Linked DNA regions of Hordeum vulgare: regions 1 and 2 are each linked to region 3. Evidence: chromatin contacts called from public Hi-C data. All regions are on one chromosome and are shown on one strand. Each heading gives the region's core, a stretch centred on a gene start, on an enhancer-like site or on the middle of the called end of the contact. The rest is flanking DNA. Distances are from core to core; before and after follow the strand shown. Region 1 holds the start of LOC123407681 (sorbitol dehydrogenase). Region 2 holds the start of LOC123407244 (hydroxymethylglutaryl-CoA synthase). Region 3 holds the start of LOC123412456.

Evidence for each region. Hi-C and Micro-C count contacts between places; a contact is called where the count stands out from the background.
Region 1: a Hi-C map of leaf shows a contact between it and region 3, with 10 times the contacts expected there. The contact joins the promoter of LOC123407681 here to the promoter of LOC123412456 in region 3. A contact is called at or near these places in 3 of 6 Hi-C or Micro-C datasets (leaf and seedling).
Region 2: a Hi-C map of leaf shows a contact between it and region 3, with 8 times the contacts expected there. The contact joins the promoter of LOC123407244 here to the promoter of LOC123412456 in region 3. A contact is called at or near these places in 2 of 6 Hi-C or Micro-C datasets (leaf and seedling) and 1 of 1 datasets of contacts at active chromatin or transcription factors (embryo).

The regions. Positions count from the first base shown.
Region 1 is chr7H:226,675,852-226,679,320 of MorexV3_pseudomolecules_assembly, forward strand. LOC123407681 (sorbitol dehydrogenase) reads left to right here and starts at 1,839. Exons shown (of 4, transcript XM_045100868.1): 1 at 1,839-2,100. The coding sequence starts at 1,986.
Region 2 is chr7H:225,845,149-225,848,696 of MorexV3_pseudomolecules_assembly, forward strand. It overlaps LOC123407244 (hydroxymethylglutaryl-CoA synthase), which reads left to right and starts at 1,610. Exons shown (of 11, transcript XM_045100335.1): 1 at 1,610-1,819; 2 at 2,357-2,463; 3 at 2,628-2,760; 4 at 2,905-3,048; 5 at 3,153-3,311; 6 at 3,444-3,517. The coding sequence starts at 1,754.
Region 3 is chr7H:226,186,129-226,189,648 of MorexV3_pseudomolecules_assembly, forward strand. It overlaps LOC123412456, which reads right to left and starts at 2,167. Exons shown (of 1, transcript XM_045105405.1): 1 at 1-2,167. The coding sequence starts at 1,741.

The DNA.
Region 1 (3,469 bases), core at 589-3,088, 490 kb after region 3:
AAGACAAAAAATTTGGGACGGAGGGAGTGCTATTATAATGATACAAGGCTCACCATCCTCCCTCACAAAGTGCCTAGGAGCACGTACGGGAATCGATCAGAGGGACGTGCCTTTGTCCTCCTTCTCACTGTTCTCGCGCCAGGCTAAATAATTACTGCAGCGAGCATGAGGAAAAGGTCTCTGGCGCCATGGCTCGTTCTGCGCGGGGCTAAATAATTACTGCGGCGAGCCGATAGGACCGATGGCAGGGGGCACTGTTCTGCGCGGTAGAAACGCCATTATTCATGGCGTTTGTCACCTGGGTTGCAACGCCAAAGGCATTGGCGTTTCAGCTGGTGTTGCAACGCACGCTAGACTGGCGTTCCAATGTAGACCAGAAACGCCACGTTAGACAGGCGTTTCTACGTGGAGCAGCAACGCCATGGACTCTGACGTTTCTAAAAGGGTCAGATCTGGAAATACTTTCAGATTGAGTTCATTCTATGAATTACTTACGTCTTATGGGTTAAAACAGTGAAAAAATCCGCTTTTGGGCAGGGGAGGTCGTAGCCTCTAAGCCTTTTGGGCATGGGTGTTGTGGGCCTACTGGGCATCTAATTGTACATGCTAGTTTAACTACTGTTGGAGTTTTTCATAAAAAAAAACTACTATGGGAAAACTGTTTTTAGGCTAATTTTAATGTTTTATTTTCTTTTTCTAATTTTATGTGTAATTTGTATCAACAAATGCATTTTTATCACTTTATTTAGTACAGTATCGATCAAAAAGTTTATTCCATTGCTAAAACGGTGCATCAGGATAACTTTAGCTCTAGCTTCGCTCGTGTGTTTGAAACACATCTTCTATTTCTAAATAGTTGAAACCCACTACCTAATTTTGCTAGACATGCAAACATGCCACACAAGCAAGTCATGCATGTTAATAGAAGTTACACCTTGTGTATTTATTTATGCATGCATGTAGCATTGCCACATCACCAATACATGCATGTTAGTCCTAAATTATTATTTTTCATCCTATTTAATATTGAATGTATATGTGTTGAGGGATACCATATACTAATGCAGTGGAGCCATCACATTTGACATTATTTGACTACAATTACAAAAATATTTTTCATATGCTTCATATTTGTACTTAATTTTTTGAACACATATGTGCTTCATATTAGTTTTAGTTATTTTGTAACAATGATTTATGCATTTCTTCTATCAAAGTTCCCGCTGCAACGCGCGGGGCATCATCTAGTTTTTTAAAGCCAGCTAGGTGCCAAAGCGGCCCTCCGACAGTACGTGTTTTAGTTTGCAGATAATAATGACATGGTGTCCAGTAAAAAGCTCGGGCCTGCCTCTCGTCATCCGGCTGCTCCTTCCGCGCATCAAGATTTGTGGACGGCTCCTAAAGAAAAGAAAAGGTTTTCTCAACCGAGTTATAAAAGAAAGTGTGGTCCCACTCCCACCCAGAAGAAACTGTGGCCCAAACAGAAACCGTGCCTGGAGCCCTGGATATGGTATCCGGCTCGAGGCCGACATGGCACGGACGCTGCAATCCAGTATCCACCGTGATGCCCATCGCCCTAATGATTACACGCTTGATTCAAGAATAAAGGCAAAAAAGAAGGAAAAAATGATGATCACACACGTCATCTCGGTTTCTGCCGTTCTTTTTGCCTGATTGGCAGCGGGGACACGACGGCCTGATGGAGTCGAACCGCGAAGTGGCAAGGATCACACGCACGGTCACAGTCGGCGGACACGACGGAAGTCTAGCCGCGACAAGGCCGGTGGGCGAGCTGATCCAAAAGAAAAATAATTTCCCTTTGCCGCCGTCCACAACTTGCGAGCGATAATAAAGCGATAAGCATCGCACCGCCCGACGGCTGCCAAAGAAAAATAGTCACTCCGCGCTTTATAGTCGTCCCATCACTCACCTGCCCTTCAGTATACTGTGAGCCTGTGACTGAGTGGGAGAGAAAGGAGAGGGAGATGGGGAAGGGAGGGAAAGGCGAGGCGGCGGCCGGCGGCGAGGGCGAGAACATGGCGGCTTGGCTGGTGGCCAAGAACACCCTCAAGATCATGCCCTTCAAGCTTCCGCCGCTGGGTTTGTTTTCTTCCCGACCTTTCCCGTTTCTGTTTTTCGCTATACAAATCGACTCGCCGTTCTAGGATTTTGTAATCCATTGCTGGCTCGTGAACTCGATCGGTTTTCTGCCGATTGTTCTTGTCCAGAAGTGTCCGTTTGTTAATAGACAATCCGAACCTGAAATCCAGGTGGCACTGACGAGTTTGGTTTTTTAAGCTTATCTTATCGGGTTTGCGCATGTCAGACGTGGACGTGGAGGTAAGTAGTGGCAGGATAGTTCATGTCAACGCAAGGATGTGTCTAGCTCTCATTTAGCGATTTAACGAATTCACATCTAAATCGTATATCATTTGATTTTGATGAAGATTCGTGCCAGTTTATTATTTTTATTTTTTGTTTGATTACTCAAATGATGTGTAGGAGTTAGATGAGACTTTGTTATTTCTTATCTAGGTGAGATTTAGCAAATCTGTTAACATGATTTATTTAAGTCTCGTCTTAATTTTCTAATTTAAGTCAATTTGCAGACTTTTTTAAAAAAGAGTAAGAACCGGCCTATGCATATGGATGATGCATGCATTTATTTTATTAATTTTTCTTACTTATAAAGGTTAGAATTGGTGATAGGATCGTACAAATAAACAAATACACTTATATCTACACGTGAGACTATCAGCTTTTCAGAAGATAGAATAAACAAATCTTATTTTTTAAGACCTATGCCAAATAAACAAATAAATTACTAGCCTAATATGAAAATAGCGCTCTTTTAAAACATAGATTATAAATGCATTTATATTAATTTCTCTGCACAACCAATTCTTTTACAGCGTGTTTGGTTGGGGGTAATTAGAGTGACGGAATGGAAATTAAAGGGTACGAGACTTTAAATCTATTGTTTGGTTAGGGGGATTGGGAATTTATAAAGGAATAAGCATGGAACTTCAGCGTGTTTGGTTGGGGGTAATTAGAGTCGGGGAATGGGAATTAAAAGGATACAAGACTTTAAATCTATTGTTTGGTTCAGGGGATTGGGAATTTATAAAGGAATAGGCATGGGAATTGAGACTCCAACTTTTGCCGTTTTATTAACAGGGGAGGGGGTGGGAGTTGGGAGGGAATTGTTTTAGTGAGTCAATCTTAACCCTTCATCATAACTTATGTCCACTCCCTTAGTCTAATCCCTTGTCAATTCCCATGAACCAAACAAGGGAATACAAATTCTCCTCAAATTCTCACATATAATTCGTATCATGTGCCAAGTAGGGGATTGGGAATAAAATGACTCATCCCATGTCTAATCTCAATACAACTCCCTACATTAAACTCTCATTCCTCTTCTCAAATATTGCCAAACACGTTGTTGAGACTCCAACTCCTACCGTTT
Region 2 (3,548 bases), core at 360-2,859, 340 kb before region 3:
TACAAAATTAGCAAATAAAAGAAAATAATCTAGATGTTTAGTGCCTAGTGCAGAATTAGTTAGCATGATTAGTGAAGAATGCATCGTTTGCTCGGACCTATTGCAATATTCCGATTGTTCGGAAGTTAGCAAGGACCTATATAAAAAGCTGCAGAAAAGGTTTTAAAAGGGCAGTACTGGGCGCCGGCGCACCGGCGCTCCAGCTTAGGCCGGTCCATCCTGCATCATTTAATTGGAGTTGTTGTAACCATTGGATCTGCGTTGCCCGTTTGGTAAAAAATAAACAACCCCACACCGCGCATGCATAGAAGAAGTCAACGACGAGATATGAGGCGGCCGCAGCTAGCCAACTTCCGTCAATGGTGGACTCCGCGCTTGCCGCTGCCGTCGCTCACAGCATCGCGCGTCTACGACCCTTGCAACTTGCAGCAGACGAGCGACCACGGCGAGCTATGATTGTGCGCAGCCCCGGCGAGCGGCAACGACCATCGGCCCCGGCGAACGGTGCCCATCCCCGACGAGGATGCCATTAACCCGGTCCCGCGCGCACAGCCACCTCTTTTCCTAGCTTCGACGGACGAGCTGCATAACTGCGACGGCGAGGCACACCCACGATATAGGATGCTGGAACTAACATCGATTTTTGCTACATGCTTCAACCGGCATCACAATTTGCTACAACCGGCATCGCTATTTGCTGCAACTAGTGTTGCATTTTGCTACATCGCACATGGCTTTGCGATTTTTGCTACAACCGACAATGAAAAAAGCTACATCCGGTGACATGATTTGCTGCAACGGCCACGACGAAGTTTTTGGTGGCAACGGTGACGTTGTGATTTTTGCTGCAACCTTGTCGGTCCTTCGTTGTAGCTTTTTTCATCAACGGTTGTAGCATTTTATGTCAACGGTTGCAACATTCTGTCATGACAATGACCGCTTGCAGCTTCTTATATGTCTGGTTGCAACTTTTTTCATCAACGGTTGTAGCATTTTATGTCAACGGTTGCAGCATTCCGCCATGGCACGCTTGCAGCTTTTCATATGCGTGGTTATAGCAATTCGGCATGTCGGTGGTAGCATCATGGGTCGCCGGTTACAGCACATCGTCGGTCGACGGGACCATGTCTTTAGCATAGAAGTATCACTTAGTTCGCGTGTAGTATGATTCCAGCATATGCCGCAGCGGGTCACAGCTTCACGAGTGAACGGTTTGAGCAAGCAGTCCCCGAGCTTCGGTAGGGAGAGAGGAGAGAGGAGGTGTACACTCGCTGAAGGAGACGAGAAGAGGGGTGGCAAGCCGACCACCAACGATGTGGCATGATAACGGTTGCAGGGGGAAAGAAAGTGGGGAAGAAGGGGAAGGACGTGTGCGTGACGGAGGAAGAAACGAGGACCGCCAGATATGATGGGATCCAACGACGCTCGCGAGCGAATCGTTTCCCTTTAAAATACTGCCGAGCCTTTTTGTTTTTTGAGAGGTAAATACTGTCGTGCCTATATGGTCCAGGCCAGCTGGCCCAAGCAGGCCGTCGCAGCAGCCCACAAATCGGCAGGACCGGTTCAGGGATGCAGACAACGAATCTGGGAATCTCGTATATTATCCCCGACGTGCTCCGCGTCCCCGGCGCTGCCAAAGTCACACGAACTCTCTCACGTCACACACGCCTCCTCCTCCTCCTCCTCCTCCTGCGAGCCAGCCCAGCCACTGGGAGCGCCCGCGGAAGCACAGAGCGGGAGGAGGGATCGCGAGATGGACTGCAAGGATGTCGGGATCCTCGCCATGGACATGTACTTCCCTCCCACCTGCGTCCAGCAGGTGAACTTCTCCACCAGAGCTGCTGTTCCCGCCGCCCCCGCTCGATTTGTCGCCGTCGTGCCACGCTGCGTGCTGCGAACGTGGCTGATCTGTGGCTCCGAGCATCTCCGCGTCGAGATCACGGACGATTTGGTATTTTGGGCGGGGAATTGCCGCGGGGGTTTTAGCCAGGCGTGCGGGATTTCGGGTTTACGGAGTACTAGACTACTAGTTGAGATCGCCACGATGAAATTGTTTCCGGAAAATGAAACCTTGGTTCGGAGGTGCCATCTCCGTGCGGATTTGTGGATCACGGGTGGTGAAGTGATTTGTTTACTCAAGGAATATTTGAATTATTATTAGTTTCACTCTGATATACCGGCTGTCAGATGCTGCATATGCCTGGTGCTGTATTTCGTCTCCCACAGAGCGAGCATATGGTGATCTGATGTGGCTTTGGAGCGGCTGTGCCCAATTAATACATGGATAATTTGCTGTGTCGGTTCAATGCTGCTGGAGTAAGAGTTGAATGCTGATGCGTTGAAGTACTGGTTGCAGGAAGCGCTGGAGGTTCATGACGGGGCCAGCAAGGGGAAGTACACAATTGGTCTTGGGCAAGACTGCATGGCCTTCTGCAGCGAGGTAGAAGATGTCATCTCGATGAGGTATATTTTGTCACACCGGAAAATTACTCCCTTGTCCTACCTTCTTTTGCTGGGATTGAACTTCTTGATGAGTAGAATTTACTAATCAATTATATCAAATACTTATATATTTAGTGCAATACTCTATTCGGTACGTGAATGCTCAAGTTGGAAAGTTATTTCAGTTTGACAGTTGTCAAATCCCTGCTGGAAAAGTACCACATAGATCCAAAGCTAATTGGCCGCCTGGAGGTCGGTAGCGAGACAGTGATAGACAAAAGTAAATCCATCAAAACGTGGCTGATGCAAATTTTTGAGGTAAATCATGGAATTAGGATCCAACATATATTCCCTCTAACCTGAATCTTGGTGAACTCGCAGTTTCCACTTCATTTAGTTGTTTGTTAGTTCAGTTTCAGTCTCACTCAATGTTGCAATTGTTGACATTTGTCACAAATACAGGAAAGTGGTAATACTGACATTGAGGGAGTTGACTCGAGTAACGCATGTTATGGTGGGACAGCTGCCCTGTTGAACTGTGTGAATTGGGTCGAAAGTCGATGCTGGGATGGACGCTACGGCCTTGTGGTCTGCACAGATAGCGCGGTTAGTCACCCGATATCAACATCTAATTTCTGCACCAAGTCGATTCAGTTTCTCTCCCTTTTTTCTCTGTGCAGCACTCATTTTATGTCCCATATTATGTTCAGGTTTATGCAGAGGGACCAGCTCGGCCTACGGGTGGAGCTGCTGCAATTGCTATGCTTATTGGTCCAAATGCACCTATTTCTTTTGAAAGTAAATATAGAGCTTCTCACATGGCTCATGTTTACGATTTCTATAAGCCTGATCTTGCAAGTGAATACCCGGTTAGGATTCTATGACTTATTTTTGTTTGTTTGTTATAGGCATGTAAACAAAAAATTTCTCAACTAGATATAATTTTGGTCTCTTTCATAGTATTATATCGTCTGCACACTTCTGTTCCGTGATTATTATAGGTTGTTGATGGGAAACTATCTCAAACGTGCTACCTTATGGCTCTGGATTCGTGCTATAGACAGTATTGTGCCAAGTGAGTTCACTGCCATAATTTACCCACTCAA
Region 3 (3,520 bases), core at 917-3,416:
TGAACGCCAGCGAGGGCCCCCGCTCGAACTTGACGCGCGGCCCGTACACCCGTACCAGCTGCTTCCCTCCGCCGTGCTCCGGGTGCGGGTGCCGTAGCTTCTGCATCGCCACCACCAGCCAGTTGCTGATGCACCGCAGCCGGTTGCCGATGGCGATGAGGCCCAGCGCGTCCGCGTGGTCCAGCCCCCTGCACTCCACCTCCAGCACGCGCTCCTCCTCTGCTTCGACTGCTGCTGGCGGCGGCCATGGCCGAGTGTCTTCTTCGGCTTCGGATGGCCTACGGTCCACCTCGCAAATTTCCGGAGTGTCGCCGTTCTCGGCCTCGTCGGTCCTGCGACCGGTGGCGGTGGCGGTGGCGGTGGCGCTGAGCGGACCGGAAAAGGAGCAGCTGGTATCAAGATCGACATCGTCCGCCGTTGGCGGGTCGACCGCTTTGTGGAAGGTGAGCGAGTGCTCAAGGTCGGTGGAGTAGTCGTCGCGGAGCGACCACCGCCGCGCCGGAACGATGCTGACGATGCCGATGCTGCGCGCGACCGCGGAGCGCTCGAGCGCGCCGAGGCTGGCCTTCTTGACGAACAGCCCGGCGAAGCCCGAGGGGTTCTCGCCGAACACCTTGAAGAAATTGCAGACGATGAAGTCCGGGCGGAGGAGGGAGAGGCCGAGGGTGTCGAGGTCCTTGGCGCCGAGCGCGCACGCGTCCAGCGCCACGTGCCACCCCTGCTCCGCCGCGGCGCTCATCCAGAGGTACGGGTACCTCGCGCCGGTCATCCGGGACACCAGCGGGAACACGAAGAGACCACGGCCGCGCTGCCGCCGCCGCCCACGGAGCAGCTTCTTGCGGAGGTCTGCGGCGTGGACGCGCATGCTCGGCCACGCGAAGCTCGCGTGCATGACCTCCGCGCCGCGGTTGCGCGCGCTCTGGGCCATGGCACCCACCGCCTCGCTCTCGTAGTCGTACACAGAGAGCAGCTTCTTCCTGCCGCCGCCGGGAGTGAAGGAGTAGGATTCGGCCAGGAGCCGGAAGGCTGTGGTCCGGTTCGCCGTGCACACCATGGTGTACTCATCCTCGGGGATCTTGAGGGACGCCATGATGCGCCTCGTAACGGCGCCGCTGATGCCTCCTCCCGCCGCGGATTCGGCGGCGATGCCGTCCCCGCATTGCTGCACCTGCGATCGCAGGCTCGCCGACCTGTACGCGATGTCGAAGAAGGGCGGCTGCCACGCCGACGGCTCCGCCGGAGCGGACGTGGAGGGCACCGAGGAGTTCATCTGCGCGTGGGAGAAGAGGTTCATCCCGTTGTAGTCCAGGCAGACGTGGCGGTCGAGGTGCCTGTATTCCCCGTCCCTGATCGCGTCCGCCGTGCCGGCTAGCCCGCCGTACTGCGGGAACGCGGCGGCGAACTCCGAGTAGGCCTCGGGGAGCGCGGGGAGGGACTCGTGGTTGGTGAACACCGGCGCCCCGGGGAACAGCCCCGACGCTGCCGACCTGACGAAGTTGTGCCGCGACGTCCTCGCCGACGTGGTCGTGACGGTCGTGACCGTGGCCGTCCGCTTGGCGCGCACAGGCACGCAGCCGGGCATGCAGCCGTGCTCGCTGTCCGCAGGACCATTCGACGCCGATGCCGCCGGCATCTCGCGCTGCTTCTGCTTCTGCTTCTGCCTCTGCCTCTTGTCGTCGTCGTCGCCGGCTGCCGCGTTCTTGCTGCCCCTGGATAAGTACTTTGTGAAGAGGAAGAGCATGGTTGCCTCATGGGCGGGCTGTCGTTGGGCTAGCTAGCTCGGCGGGGGCGCCGGCCGGGCGCGGTCGACGCTGCTGTCTAGGAGCTGTCGGACAGCGACCGGATGGCCGGGGGCCGGCCGCGGCCGCCTCTTCCCGGCTCCTTGTTTGCTTCGCTAGCTGTAGCTGGTGATGAACGACGATGTGCGCGCCAGTGGATCTCCTGCTGCCGGGGGAAAGTTTTAGTTTCTCCTTAGGCTCACGCAGACAGCGACGTAGCAACAAAGCGTGAAGGAGCACCCATCTGGTTCATGGAGGCTGCTACGCAGTGCCAGTCAATGAGAAAACCGCTGACTCACAGATGATTATATAGGATTGTCTTCAACCTGAACATACATTCTCTTTTACGTATGATCGTGGAATCGTAAACCAGAGCAGACAGAGTTGCTTTCCCACTCCCCCGGATTCATGGATTTTTACTGTTTTTTTCCTCCAGTATTTATGCTTTCCAACATAGACTAGAGGTCGCCCTTGACGTTGACACGGTACTACTACTACCGACTACCGTCTGTTCCGTTGTGCCTAAAATTACCGTGGTTACAATGAGATCTCTATCCTATGCGATTCGGCCAACTTCACTGGACGACCCGTTCTGTCAGTCCCGTCCGTTTGGGGGTAAAAGGAACAAACAGGTCGACCCAGCGTGAGACGGTCCAGATTCATCTTGTCCGTGTTGTGTCCGGCACGCTTCATTTCGAACGCAAACTTGCGCGGGATTTGAATCGCGGCGGACATCAAACAGATGCGCTCGTCCGTGCCGGGACGCGTGGCAGGCGGCCACCTACCTTCCACCGTCCACATCAATGCGCACGAGCGGCCGGGCCCATCTGTCCTCCGCCTAGGGAACGATCACGGTCCTTCTTAAATGGGGAAGCCGTGGACCGATCGTCGTCCACAGTTCCCATCGACACCCCTCGACCTTCTCGAAACCCGACAGCCGTGAACCCTAGCAGCCTCCTCGAACTCGCCGGCCGCCCACATCGCAGCAGCCATGGGCCTGTGGAACTACGACCGCAAGGGCAACCACAACCGCGAGGCTGGCTCCTCGTCGGGCCGCCGCCGCGGCTTCGTGAAGGAGGAGGCCGCATCGCCACCGCGCCGTGCCTCCGCCGCGGCTCCCTTCACCATCGCCCTAGGCCAGCCAGCCATCGCGACCGGCAGTACCTCAATGTTGAGGTATGCCGGCGCTACTGGGAGACGAAGACGCCGGTCCGTGGAGCGACGTCCACCTCCCCAACGCGTGGCACCTCTCCGCCGACCGCGTCCCTATCTCGCCGGTGCCGACGAGCGACCGTGCGCGCCGCAAGGAGATCGAGCGTCGTCGTCGCCTCCTCCCCGACGACCTCTACTACGACGAAAGGTACGCCGCCGACTCCACCCTCTAGGACACCTGGCTCAGGGACGAGCACGACGTGCAGCGTGCCTCCTACTTCGCTGGCACGGTCTCGGGGCCGCCGCGGGCACGGGAGGTGCGCGGGCGTACACGGGTGCGCGGCCTCACGCCCACGTCCTCGCCTTCCCCGTCTCCGTCACCACCTCCACCTCCTCGCATGACGGAGGAGGAGGAGGCCCGGCTCATGCATCGCGTCATGGAGGACTCCATGACGACACATGATGAGTGCCAATGGCCGGGCTTGGACCGCGCCATGGCCCTCTCTGCGGCCGGCGACGTCGCCATCCCCGAGCAGATGGGGGAGGAGGAGGTGGCCACGTTCCCTCCGGAACTGATGGGCGCGTCATGG